Linked DNA regions of Mus musculus: all the other regions are linked to region 1. The links are chromatin contacts, called in public HiCAR-type and promoter capture Hi-C maps. All regions are on one chromosome and are shown on one strand. Each heading gives the region's core, a stretch centred on a gene start, on an enhancer-like site or on the middle of the called end of the contact. The rest is flanking DNA. Distances are from core to core; before and after follow the strand shown. Region 1 holds the start of Stxbp6 (syntaxin binding protein 6 (amisyn)). Region 2 holds the start of Pnpla8 (patatin-like phospholipase domain containing 8). Region 3 holds the start of Dnajb9 (DnaJ heat shock protein family (Hsp40) member B9). Region 4 holds the start of Nrcam (neuronal cell adhesion molecule).

What was found. Promoter capture Hi-C pulls out the DNA fragments that hold promoters and counts their contacts. HiCAR-type assays count read pairs that join an accessible place to other places.
Region 2: a promoter capture Hi-C map of liver shows a contact between it and region 1, with 5 times the contacts expected there. The contact joins the promoter of Pnpla8 here to the promoter of Stxbp6 in region 1. A contact is called at or near these places in 4 of 39 promoter capture datasets (cranial neural crest, hippocampal neurons and liver), 2 of 484 Hi-C or Micro-C datasets (both in embryonic stem cells) and 3 of 115 datasets of contacts at active chromatin or transcription factors (astrocytes, extraembryonic endoderm stem cells and neural tube).
Region 3: a contact with region 1 is called in a HiCAR-type map of astrocytes, with 2.5 times the contacts expected there. The contact joins the promoter of Dnajb9 here to the promoter of Stxbp6 in region 1. A contact is called at or near these places in 1 of 39 promoter capture datasets (cranial neural crest), 1 of 115 datasets of contacts at active chromatin or transcription factors (astrocytes) and 1 of 9 other capture datasets (adipose tissue).
Region 4: a contact with region 1 is called in a promoter capture Hi-C map of embryonic stem cells, with 7 read pairs. The contact joins the promoter of Nrcam here to the promoter of Stxbp6 in region 1. A contact is called at or near these places in 2 of 39 promoter capture datasets (cranial neural crest and embryonic stem cells) and 1 of 484 Hi-C or Micro-C datasets (embryonic stem cells).

What each region holds. Positions count from the first base shown.
Region 1 is chr12:45,072,506-45,075,971 of GRCm38.p6, reverse strand. Stxbp6 (syntaxin binding protein 6 (amisyn)) reads left to right here and starts at 1,489. Exons shown (of 6, transcript NM_144552.3): 1 at 1,489-1,777.
Region 2 is chr12:44,267,675-44,271,018 of GRCm38.p6, reverse strand. Pnpla8 (patatin-like phospholipase domain containing 8) reads right to left here and starts at 1,865. Exons shown (of 10, transcript NM_026164.2): 1 at 1,718-1,865.
Region 3 is chr12:44,208,722-44,211,911 of GRCm38.p6, reverse strand. It overlaps Dnajb9 (DnaJ heat shock protein family (Hsp40) member B9), which reads left to right and starts at 1,844. Exons shown (of 3, transcript NM_013760.4): 1 at 1,844-1,972. Mir5627 (microRNA 5627) reads right to left here and starts at 1,599; the gene lies at 1,539-1,599.
Region 4 is chr12:44,327,389-44,330,381 of GRCm38.p6, reverse strand. Nrcam (neuronal cell adhesion molecule) reads right to left here and starts at 1,497. Exons shown (of 31, transcript NM_176930.4): 1 at 1,286-1,497.

The sequences.
Region 1 (3,466 bases), core at 240-2,739:
AACCCGATTATTATTTTTCGGTAAAAAAGATAACCCAACCACACGTCTTTCCAGAGATAAGCAGAACGCAGACAGCCTTATCAGTGAAATGCTTCGGATTTTCATAAAACAGCGATCATATCACGAGCAACCCTTTCTTCTCCTCCGAACTACTTTCCTAACTACTGCTCAACATGTCTTCCCTGAAGAGGTATCTTTGGATGATACTGATTTTCTTTTTTTCCTCTCCCGCGTCTCAGCTGGTTCCAACACATTCTACCAAATAAAAAGCAGGCATCACAGACTAGCAATCAGGAGCTCGGGGTCCCACCTTGCTCTCTTCATGTACCAAATCTTGCAGCTTTCTCTTCCGCCAGGGAGGATCAGGCCAGAATGAGGTGGGACACAAAGTGGAAAGGTTGGCCAAAGAACTCGGTGATCAAATTAAAGTTTTAATGCAGTATGAAACGGAAAGAAATCAATACAAAAATTAAGGATAAAAATATCAAAATTTTAAATAAAGGCAGGGCCGGTACTACGGGGGCGGGGGGGGGGGGCTTCCTTTTGTTTCAGAATGTAATATGCCTTTCAGGGACTCTTGAGCAGCTAGGCTGAGTCTAGTTTACCTTGCAGTGAGCCCAGGTGCTTAGACTTCGGAAGCGTCCTCAAAGTTTGTTCTCAAAGCCACTTTCCGCATTAGTTAACTCCGAATGATCCAGCGTTTATCACTAGCTCGCTTCTGTCAGGAAAACCTATTTCCCCTTGCACTTTGAAGGCAGTCTGAATCATCCTGGATCCTTGCCAGCGCCTTGCTAAGCCACCGTGGGCAGGCGCTCAGCACCTCTCCTCTCCACAAAACTCCTTGGTTCAGATTGGCTGAGCAGCCACTGGACCCAGCAATGGGTTTTTGGTCTAAACTCTAGTTTCTTTTTTTCTTTCTTCTTTTGTTTTTCCTCTGGCAAGACTCAATTACCGGAATATTCTGAACGAACAAAACCCTATATGTTAACCACTTATTTATTTATAAAATAAAATCCAGCAAAACCAGGTCTGATTTCCTTCACGATAGCCTTGGGCGCTTAGAGCACAGCAGTTGCTCTGCCTGCGGAGCTCCCTCAAGCTGGCTTCCTCCTTCCCGCTTCACTCATTTACTGGGCTTGCCAGGCCCCATTAGCTCTTGGATTTTGTCACCCCAAGTAAGCTTGCGACTGAATAAAACCCCACCTGCTGGGCCCACATTCCTGTAGCATGTTGTTTTTTAAATACTTGCTTGCAAAGGCTCCCAGAAGCAGCCCATCTTTCCAGCCCACAAACTTCCCACAACCCATGGGACTCTCACCGCTTTGCACTTGCTAACCCGCGCCCCAAGGGCTCGCCCCCACTTGTCCCCCGGGCTCTGGGCCTGTGGCGGGGCCCCGGAGCCCTGGGCTACCGATCTTTGCCCCAGGCCAGGTCGTTGTGGCTCGCCCACAGCAGCACTGGGCATGCTCACAGGCAGCGGCGGGGGCAGGTTGGTTTTGCTAGCTCGCACTCGGCGGCAGCGGGCCGGCGCGAGGCTGCAGCTGGAGCTCTGGCGCCCGGAGTTGGAGTTGCCAGGAGTTTCCCCGACCCCTCCCTCCTCGCGCACAGCGGCAGGAGCCCGCGCGGGAGCGGCGAGCCGCGATCAGCCAGAAGCCGAGCCGGCCCAGCTTAGTCTGCAGCCCCGATCTCCGCGCGGGGCAGCCGCGGGGGAGCCCTGTCTTCGGTTGGGACGCGTGCCGCGCACTAGGCACCGCCCGAGCACGAGCCAGGCTGCACGGTAGGTTCCTGGCGTGGGGAGGCCAGGCTACCCGGCGTACAGTTGCAGCTATCGCGGCTGCGGGCTGGGATGCGCGGCGCGGGGCAGGCGGAGAGGGTAGGCGCGCGGAGAGCCGCGCGGGCAAGTTGGAGGGCGGCAGGAGAAGGGGCTGGACACAGGGCTCAGCTGCTTTGTGCGCGCGGAACGGGGTCGGGGTAGCTGATTCTCCCTCCAACCCCGGACCAGGAGTGGGAGCTACATTGGCCAGAACCTAGCAGGTCAGATTCCCGTGAGAAAGTTGGTGGTGGAGCCCTTAGGTCCGCACTGCCTGCTCGGCAGAACGATCCCCCTGGGCTGCCTCCTGGAGAACTCAGTGGGTCGCAGCGCCCCTAGCCAGAGCTCTCTCCGCTGAAATTAGCGAAATCACCCCATCTATGAATGCTGGCATCTTCCAGGAAGATCATCGATGCCAAAACTGAGGCTGGTACTTCTTACGGGGTTAGCTTCCGGGCCCCTTAGCTTTTGCCCCTTCCCCCAACCTAAGAAGTGGTCAGGGGCTCAGCCAAGGCCTCCCTCGGGGCTCCGAATTCTCTTTCAGAGCGCGCCAGAATCCGGCTCACCCATATGGCGGGTCAGAGAAGCTGGAGTAGATGGATGGCTTGTTTTTTCTTTCTGACTTTCCCCAGGTTTACATTATCACAGACCCCAGGACCCAAAGGTCAGTTAGAGAGTTTAGAATGGCACACCGTTCTTTAGGAGGAGTGCATGCGAGCTTGTTTGCTTTGGACTTCGTTAACAACCATCTCCTGTTTCTATCATTCTTCAACCCGGACTTTGTGGGAAGGAGCAGGGACCGAGGAATGCCTTCTTCATTTCATAGTCTCCTAAGGTCTTCTGGGAGACTCCGAGGCCCTGAAAACGGCAGTATGCATATTGCACGGATGTTCAGGATGGCCACGGTCCTTCTGGGTCCACCCCCCCCCCCCCGCTTGTTGTTTTGAGTTTTAGAATTGTGCCTGCACATCAGTCAGAGCAGTGCTGTCCTAACAGGGTGTGGTGGAGGGGAAAAGGGTTGAGGTGTGTGGAGGAGTTCAGCCCAGGCTGTGAATAGCTGTTTGCCTTGATGAGGAGGCTGCATTGGGAAGAAATACAGAATAATTATGCAGGCACCTCACTCTTTTAAATCCCCCCTTCTCCTTTTCTTTCATCTCTTGGCTGAACACCTTGGTTGTTGGTTATGTGTGTTAAGTTTTTAAAGGAGAACTCACTCTGACAAAGTGGCAGGGTTTTGGGAGTTAACCATTTTGGTGTACGTTTTTCTCTTGGGGATTGTAACATCTTGGGGAAGGTTTTCAGATGTGGGGGTCCCATGGTGTGGCTACACAACACAGGTTCTCGAGTCACACAGACCTGAGGGCAAGTTTTCCCTGATGGACAAGTTATTTACCACTTTGAACTTCAGCTCTTGTTTGTGTTGTTTGTTTTGTTTCTGACAAAGTGGGAGATAACGGTGACCCTATCTCTTTCTGTTGTGAGACCTGAGTGAATGACGTAAAGGGAGATGAAGATTGCTAAGAAAACACAAAGATGGTATCTAGGCCTTAGGTTTTGTTTCTGTGCACTGTGCCCAGCTTTAAAAACTCTGCTTATTCTTGATTATAACAATCAAGTCTCCCCGGACTGTGCAGTCTTCACTACAAGGTTTAGTTG
Region 2 (3,344 bases), core at 616-3,115, 810 kb after region 1:
GACTTGTTAAGGAGAAGTTGTCAAGAAAACTCTTAAGTTTTCAAATCAGACATGGAGTGAAAATGCCACTTGTGAATATGAAAGACCTGGAAAGGGGTCAGCTTAACATAGAAGAAACTATATTTTCTTCCATATTTACAGAATGCAGTAATGACAGGGCACTGAAATAGAAATAGAGAGACTACATTTATGTATGACAAAATGCAACACAATAACAACTGGACCCTCAAGGCCAAATGAGATGGCCTGCAGTATTTGGATACCCAGGACTTAACAAAAATAAGCTTCTTTCTTTTTTAAAATGCTCAGCTACAAATAAATGCACCCTATAATTTCCTTGACATTTCAGGATATTTATGTATGACTTTGGTTTCAAAAAGTTAAATTTGTTTTGAGGAGAACAATGTGGATAGAACTTTGAGTGGTACCCAAAGTTAGGAACAGGAAGAAAAGCACTCAAGCAAACCAGGAAGCACTGAAGGAAAGGATCCTCTTAAAAGCAAAGGATAGTAAACCGAATAAAATACAAGCGATTGGGAGTGAGTTGGAACTGGAGGTGAAACAAGAGTCTAGCTCTGACCTTTGCACAAACGTTATGTGCCCCAAATAAAGTAACAAATCCCATCTTTACTGGCTGAAAAAAACAACTTCAAGTACAGACTGTTCTTGTATCAATTCTGCATGGGAAAGTATGGATGTATTAATATAGACTAGTGCAGCTGACCTTTTCACTAATCTGACATCATTATGAAGAGGGCCACTGTTACCAAGATTTTAAAATTAGATGGAGAAATACAAAACAAGATAGAGAATAGAACAATTAGCAAAAACTATGAAGCGAGGTCTTTATATTGGAGATTCATCTAATATGCATACCGAATTTCACAAAATAGCTATATGGAATTTGGTACAACTGACTGCTTCACTAAAACATAAGCTTTTCAATTCACTCTTATGTACTTTTATAATAATCCTCACTTTTTAAAAACATTCTTCCCATTTCCTTGTGGTAATGAACCGCCTTGAGAACCTGAAATATATTTTTGACAATCAGGAATTCGGTCCATAATACAACTTGGAAATGAAAATGGTAATTTTAAATGCATTCTAGGATAGCCGCTTATGTCACATCTATCTCCTAAGATATTCCTTGAAGGTCACTTTTCTTTAAAGTTATTGCTGTAATGGGCGTGAAAACTGGTCGTACCACCCCCCGCCCCGCCCCCAGCATCATGACAGAAATGACAGTGACAAGAGGCTCTGCAACCTGCTGACTCATACAGTTTTTTTCATCTTTTAAAAGGGACGCGCATCTGGTTCTGCTTAAGCAACAGCGCACTGGGATAGGACGGGAAGAAAAAGCAAATCGCTGAGAAGTAAAAATATCCAGCCACCAAAACACAAAGCACACGCTGCCCAGTCAAGGTCGAGGTAGATCAGAGAAAACGTCGCGTCTCCAGTGATCTGCCAGAGAACAGCCCATTCAGGACCCGGCGTGCCACTGCAGAGAGGGGCTGGGCGGGACCACCGGCGGGGGCGGGGCGCAACCAACCAAAACACCCGGCGGCCACGCCCGCGGCATCGGGGCGTCGGGGCCAAGCGCCCGCCAGGACCCCGAGGCCTGCGTATCGGGCCTCCGAAACGCCCGCGGGAGAGCCCGGCGAAGCGCCCACGCCACGGAGGCCACCTGCCACCCCGCCGCCTTCCGGCCACTCACCGGGACGCAGGCAGTAGTCACGGGCGCCGCGGCCGCCACTCGCCTCCCGCCAGCTCTGAGGTCCGCATCGGCCCGCCCGGCCTGCTCGCAGCTGCGGCGCCCGGACCCCAAACACTGGCGTGACCAGCACCACCCACCGCTACGCCCCGCCCCCAGCGGAAGTGACGCAAGCTCTAGGGCCTGTTTTTCTGCCTTCTGCCCTCCTAAGCCTACGTAATAGGGCGTGGCTGTGGAGAGAGGGAGGGGCGGGGAGTTTGTTGGAGCTGAGTGCTTGGGAGAGGCACCGCTTCGGAAGGGGCAAGTGCTACTTTTATGATCTGTTGTGACGGTTAGGCGGAGATCAATGGCTTTTAATCTCAGCGCTGTCTCAGAGTAGAGTGCCTGGTTGCTTGCTTGCGGGTTACCAATAGTTCAGAAATAAGTTCAGCTGGGCTGAGCGTGCCAGAAGACTCTGCGCGCGCTGTGTTGCCTAGGTTCCAGGGAACCGCTTTAACCGCAGCCTGGATGTGAGCAGCCTGGCTGGACCCTGTGATCCTGCTGTGGTGATACCTCCTCTTTGTTTCTAGAACAGCTACGGGGTCTGTCAACTTAAAAGCTCTTTGTCATATACCATCTTGTGGGAGTTAGCGTGTACTACCCCTTTGATGGTCTTGTAATCAACACGTTGAAATTTTTGTATACCAGGGAGGCAAACTACAACCCGCCACAGGTCTAGTGCTATCTAGTTAACTAGACCATCAGATTAGGACCTCAGTGTTCACCTTCAAGAGTAGCAGAGGGCCAGCCCTTAAAATGAAAATGATTGTAAAGCCCTTTAGGAAGGGCATTACATGTGCTGCCAGATTCACTGACAGTTTTTAATTAAGGGGCTTTGGATTACAGAGGTTAAACATTACAAAGGTAAAAAATGTAGTAGGCCTATAAACTCGAGGCGAGAGCAGGCTACATGAGGAGACCTTGACGTTTCTTTCCCCTAAAAATTAAAGAAAAAAAAGAAAAAAGAGTAAATGAGCATACTAGGCATTTGGTTAACACATGATATTGGGTTGTGTCTACCATACTGTCTGGTAAACCCTAGCAGTGTATTAGCTGTTAAATAGCCTCACAACAGCTCAAATATGTACTCCAAAAATTAAGAAAGGCTTGGAAATAACTTTAGCTCTTGATTTTTTTATTATTAATTTACTAATATTAAAATACCCTGACACTATTGAAATGGTAGAAGGTCAGAACTATTACCATAGTGAGCTGTCAGCTCCAGGTTCTGACACAACAAAGAGTAGAGTTTAGAACAGTAGGCAAAGGGGGTGGTCATTGGATGGAAGATTACTAAGAAATGACATCACGTCAAAGGTAACAGACATTCTTGCTGAAAAGAAGCAGATTCTTGGTGAGAGAAGATGAGAATGACCAGATACCAAGAGTGGGGATTAATTTCATATCAACTTAGACGATTCCTCCTAACACTGGACTTAGATAGGTCCAAGGCAGAGGCCAAAAGATGACAGGTACTGTGAAAAGTCATAAAAGGAACCTAACTAAATCTTGGTCAAGCAGTCAGTAACTCACCATGCCTTCTCCCTTTGTTTCTAATGTTTAATAATGTAATTCCTTAAGTTAGATAATA
Region 3 (3,190 bases), core at 595-3,094, 860 kb after region 1:
GCTTTGAACAGACACCATGACCAATGCAAGTCTGTTAAAGGACAACATTTAATTGCGGCTGGCTTACAGGTTCAGAGATTCAGTCCATTATTGTCAAGGCGGGAGCATGGCAATTAGGCAGGCATGGTGCAAGAGGAACTGAAAGTTCTACCTCGTCATCTAAAGCCTGCTAAAGGAAAACTTCCAGGCAGCCCACAGTCACACACCTACTCCAACAAGGCCATATCTCCTAATAATCTCCTAATAGTGCCACTACCTGGGCCAAGCATATACAAACCATCACAACCATCTTCTGTAGTTTCTCTGGACTTGTAAGATAGACACACTATTTTCTTTTTCTTTTTGCTGACATGGTCTCTCTTAGGATGCCCAGTGTGGCCTTGAGCTCCCGATTGTCTTGCTTCAGCATCCAGAGCATTGAGATTATAAATGTGCACCACCATACCCTGGGTACAGGATGAGCTGAACACTCAATGCATGCAAATCTACTAGAATCTTACCAATTGACCACAGGGAGAAAAATAAAGTTTGAAGTAACAGAAAAGTCAGGCTAGCACTAGAATTATTTTTCATTACAAGAGGAAAAGAAATGGGATGTTTTAAATACATTGATTTTTCACATAAGTACATACTCCCTGTTAAGTCCTCCTTTATCTGTTTACCTGTACAGAAGAAAAATCAGAGGTGCCAAAGGATTAAACAAAGGGTCTTTCAGTTACAATGTAAGGGAACCAGGGTTGGAACTCAGCAAACCTGGCTTTGGAATTTGACAAACTTGCCTTGGCTTCTGAATAAAACTAAGTACTTACCTATTGTTTTTGAAATATGTCATGCTGTTGTTGAGATAATATCTATTATGCTCTCTTCCATAACTGAAGACATAATGGGACAAGTTATAATTCTAGTCTGGCAGTTTTCAAGGTTGCTTACATTCTTTTTGCCTCCTTTTTCGCAGGAGAAACAGGGTTTTTGAGCTTTGAGTTGGCTCAGTGGTTTAAGAGGGTTGTCTGTTCTTCCTAGAGTTCTTGAGTTCAATTCCCAGCAACCACATGGTGGCTCACACCCTCTTTCTGGCAAAGAGGTGTACACGAAGGTAGAGCACTCAAAATAAATTAACATTAAAACAAAAACAAGAAACAGGGTTGCACTGAGTGACCAACCTCACAGGAACCTCACCTTCCCACTTTCAGATGTACTTTCAACATACCTACTGTTGAAATGAGGTCAAGCTGAGGGAGGGAAAGAGCTGGAAAAGCCCGAGCCCCGTGCAAACTTTGCTGTGTTAAAGCAACACAGCGTGGTCTTGCCTACAAAGCAGTGTGCAATACAGTGGGCTCCCGCCTTTTGGGGAATTGAGGATTAAGAGACTAACATGACAGAGGCAGGCTTGGGCTCTAATGGCCTCTCAATGACACATCGCCTAAGGGTGAGACCTGAGTTTTCTGGTCACCTGGCCACTTATGAATAAAAGCTCTTTATTACGACCGCGCGAGCGATGACCGCTCAACAGCGAAGCTTTCTGCAGGCTGAAAAGGCCCACGAGGGGCGCCGGAGAGCCCTGTCCTCTAGGGCGGGGACGCAGGGCCCGGCGCACCCTCTAAAGCGCCTGCGCGCGATGCGCCCCAGGGAAGGATGAGGAAATCGTCGACTCACTTCCGCTTCCGCACACCTTGGCACCGCCCCTCGGAGGGTGGCGACGGAAGTGACGCAAGGACCAAACGGCAACAACAGTTTTCCACGTGCGCGTAGGGCGCCAAAGTCAGGTGGGCCGGCGGGAGCCAATGGGGAAGCGTTTCGTGTAGGTCGGCTCTATAAGCGGTCGCGCCAGCCACGGGCTCCCGCCAGTAGGGAACGGGCCGAGCTGGGAGGAGGCTACTCGGCGTTCGGAGGCGAGGTCGGAGCCTGTGCGGCCGGGGTCAGGGAACCGGAGCCGGGCCGCCGCGCTGTGGAGAAGCTGCGTCGGGGCGCACAGGTAAGGACCGGGGAGGGTGGCGCCGAGTCGGGTCCCGCTTTGTGTTCCGCCTTGGCCTTGGTGTCCTACCACCTATCAGCCGCGTTGGGAAGCCAAGCGACGCGACTGTACCCCGAGATGGCTGCGTCACAGCTCGTGCTTGCGGTGGGGTTGGGGGGTCGTCTTCCCCGAGGCCAGGCCGGCAGGTCGCGGAGCTCGCCGGCAGGGCCGGAGCATGGAGCTGACGCTCTGAGTGGAGTGGGCCGGGACGCCGGACCGGCCAGCCCTCCAGCGGGTTCGGGGAGGGCGATCCCATTGTTTGGGCAGAGTGGGTTTGATGGGGAAGCTAAAGCTCGGGCACTAAAAACATCTCCAGGGGCAGCTTGAAGCGGCGGGATCTCGTTTGTCACCGAGCCGCCTTGCTGTCAGTTGTGGACCAGCCCTTTGACTAGCGAACAACCGCAGCCTCTGGCGACCATCATCGGACATGCTCCGCTTACATTAACTTTAAAAAAAAAAATCTACTTTTTTTTTTAAGTCAGGGTAGATCTGGCTGCCCTGGAGCTCACTATGGAGACCAGGCTGATTTTGAACTCAAAGTGATCCCCGCCTGCCCCTGCCTTCTGAGTGCTGCGATTAAAGGCGTGGGGCACAACGCCAGGCTTTCTGCTTGAGTTCTTTAGAGAGTTTGTACTTGGTACGCGTGACTATGACTAAGTCTCGGGAAAAAAGTAATCTACCTGCTAATTATGCTTAGGATAGGCCACAGGAGAGGTTGGCTGGCAGTTTCCACAAACCATAGTGCCTTTTTCATCAGCCCTGTTATGTCATCATAGGTCATTAAGGACTTCTGTGGTACAGCATTCAAAAAAGCAAAGAAATACACTTCATCTCGAATCATTATGTGTTACCAATAGTTCTTAGGTAAAACTTTGTTTTAAAGAGAAACATTTTACTTGCTGAGAAATCTGGGAAGCCCAGTAATAACCCAACTTATCCAAAGTATAAACTTTTCTTCCTCTGGTAGCTCAGCTTTCAAAGAAGTATAAGTTTTACTAATTGTGAGCCTTAAGCAGATGTTATTTACCGATATTTCTGAAGTATTTGGGAAGTTAAATTTATGCAAACAGACTATTTTAACCACTTTAAGATCAAATAGATTTTACAGATTTGAGAAAAATCTTTCCTTCCCCACCTTTGCCTTTCTTCCTGCGGTTCTAGCCAAACACAGAAAAGACA
Region 4 (2,993 bases), core at 248-2,747, 750 kb after region 1:
TGCTGGAGCTATGGGTGAAGATGGTGAGGTAGGAGAGGGACTCTTGCTCATGGCGACTCTTCTCTGTGCTTGCAGACGCACAGGGACCTCCAGCCAGCATCAGGGATGTGAAGAGGTAGCCCGGAGCAAAGGGAAAGAAATGACCTGCCTACCAGCCCGGTGGACTCAGGGAACTCGTGCTGCACCTGCTATCCAGAGAACACTTCTCAGAGAATGACTCCCTAGCTCTGCCTACTGTGAAATCCGGTCCCTGTTCTGTGCCGTGGCAGATGTGAACCGAGAGTAGCCGGATCCACACACCCCGGGAACCAGAGAGCCGCAGCGCCCACCCGCGCTGCCTGGAGGGCCCGGGGCGGTGCCGGGCACAGATGGCGCTCGCAGCTAGATGATGCTCTAACGCGGGCAGTCACTCCAGGCTCACCACAGTACTCCCGGGCGAAGCTGTAGTCAGATCCCACCCTGAGAGCCTGCTCAGGGCAGAGGCTCTTCCCAGTCTGTCCCAAACCCGGTACACCAGCCCTGAGAAGCCCCTGTCCACAGAGGCTGTGTGTGGTGGGGGAACTGTCACGGCCCTCACCTGGAAGCCAACAAAGCAAGTGTCCCCAGCGCACCATCCCTGGTGTCTATCCTGTTCCCCTCTGATTCCCTGAGTCCTCGCCAGGGCTGAGAAAGCCGAGGTGGGCAGTCAGCATCGCCGATTCCCCTCCCCCGCCCCCCGCCCGCTCACGGCGATTCGCCCAGGTGTGAGCACATCTGAACAAAGCCCACGCCCAGATGTGTCCGTGGGGACACGAACGCGCGCACGCTGCAGCGCGACCAGCGGGACTCAGTCGCGCTTCGCCGCCGGGCGACCCTGTCTTGTGACACTGCATCCACTGCGTCCCAGCCCAGAAAGCTGTGTAATGCCGGTCTGTCCACAGGCAGACCTCTAGTCAGGGCTTCCAGAGAGGCTGAAGTTAACCCGGGACCCAAGGAGCTGGTGGGCTCTCGCCCGTGGTACCCGAGCTGCGGGGGTCGAAGCCGCGTCCTCCCAGGGCGTGCGTCTCCTTTTTCCAACCAGCGCCCCGACTATGTCAAGGGCTTGCAAGAGAAAACGAAGTCGCCGACCTCTTTCTCCCAAGCTGCAAGTGCTGCCAGACTCCCACAAGAGCTCGGGTTGAGCCGGGGCGCCAGTGTCTGAGTGACAACGCGGCAGCCTCGGGCTCCTTGTTCTGCTCCAGCCGCGTCCACCCACCAGGACAGAATGTCACTAATGCAACCGCCAGACACACCCAGGGCTACTCACGTTTTCGTGCCGCGCCCACCTCCCTGCCGGGGCGCTACTGCCTAAGACCCCGGAGCCCAGCTGTCGTGCGTGTTTCCGAAGCTTCCGAAGCTGTCGCCTCCAGCTGCCCCAGTCTCCGTTTCTGCACGGTCCCTCGCGCCCGCGCGTCTCAGGCTCGGACTCCGGCGCGCGTCCGCCAGCGACCCAGGCGAAGCGCGCGTCCTCGCCGCTCCCGCCCTCCGCTCCCGGCGATACCCAGCGTCGCGCTCAGGCCCCTCCCGACTCTCTTAGCGTCCCCGCGTCCCCCTCCCCCGCACTCACCGGGCGTCGCCCGCCCCCTCCCCTCCGGCCTAACCCCCTCCCACCCACCCACAGCTTAGGCTGCAGCGAATGGGCTCCGGCCTTGAGCGCCTTGAGGACTGGGTGGCCTCTCACCTGAGAGGTCGCGCTACTCCGGACCTCTGCCACCACGCACCGGGTGAGGTGGTGGCTGTAGGGCCAGGAACTCAGGACTTGAGTGTTCAGGGGAATGGGTGACTGGGATGTGTCTACAGAAGATGTTCCAGAAAACCAGTGTTTTAAATGCCACTCTCCTTGGTTTAGATTTCCGTGTGAGTGTGATGGATGGATCCGGATCACACATTCCCTCCCGCCCTCCTCTCACCTCCAATCCTTCCGCCTCTCTTCTATTCCTCTAAAGTATTTCGTGCTTTTGCAAACTCTACTTGGCATGGGTTGGGTACTGGTTTATAGTTTTACAACTGTCATTTTCAAATACACTTGAGGAAGGGTCCCTTTAGCGTGTAAGCGGATGCTACTTTCAGTAGGGATTGGGTTTCTGGAGTAGTTGACATAAGCTTTTCAGATTGCAGAGTATTATACAAGTTTTGTGTTTGTTTGTTTGTTTGTTTTTTCAATGCAAAAGTGTGTAGAATTTTTTAAAAGAATATGTAGAATTTGAGTAAACCCACTGCATACTACACAATTCAGATTCTTCAGGACCCTCACCCCTTCCAGCATGATGGTGTCCAAGGCACATAGCCTCTTACCTGGGCCTACTTCCTTCTGCAGGCCCGGGTACAGTCAGCCTGGTATTACCCAGCTGGACCATTTACTTTTGGAAGCTCTCTTCAGCCTCTACCTTCAGCCTCCAGAATAGGTGTTAGATTGGCACTCATGAATAAAAACAGATCTGGCCCGGGCCATGCTTCAGAGTCTTGATAGCTCCTCTGCCCTGCTGTGACTTTACTTTGAACTTAAGCTTCAACCCACATTCACTCATGTGCACAGTGTCTCTTCTTTCTCCTACTGCCCAAACATACAGGATCCCCTTCATAAAAGAAAGTACTTCAAAGCTTCAAAGAGTACTACGATTCACACTTGATCCCGAAACCCATAGTCTTAACCACTGTGCCATGCTGTGTCAAGGACAGAGCACAGAATGTCTCTTCCCGTGAGGAGCACCTCCGTAGAGAGCCATGGAGCCCTCCAGTGGTACCTGGGGTGAACAGGCTTTAGACGTTCCTCTGTTTTTCAGTCCTATCTCCCCCTCCCCTCTCTCTTTTTCTCCCTTTGCCTGATTTTCTCAACCAAGTTTCTTAATCCATATCCATACTGCAGGCCTCTCAGGGAGACTACCCGACAACTTGACCTCAAATTTTCTGAAACCAAGCATGTGCCTAGCTACGCTAGTAATGATCAGTCTACCCACCAGCATGTGCCCCACTCT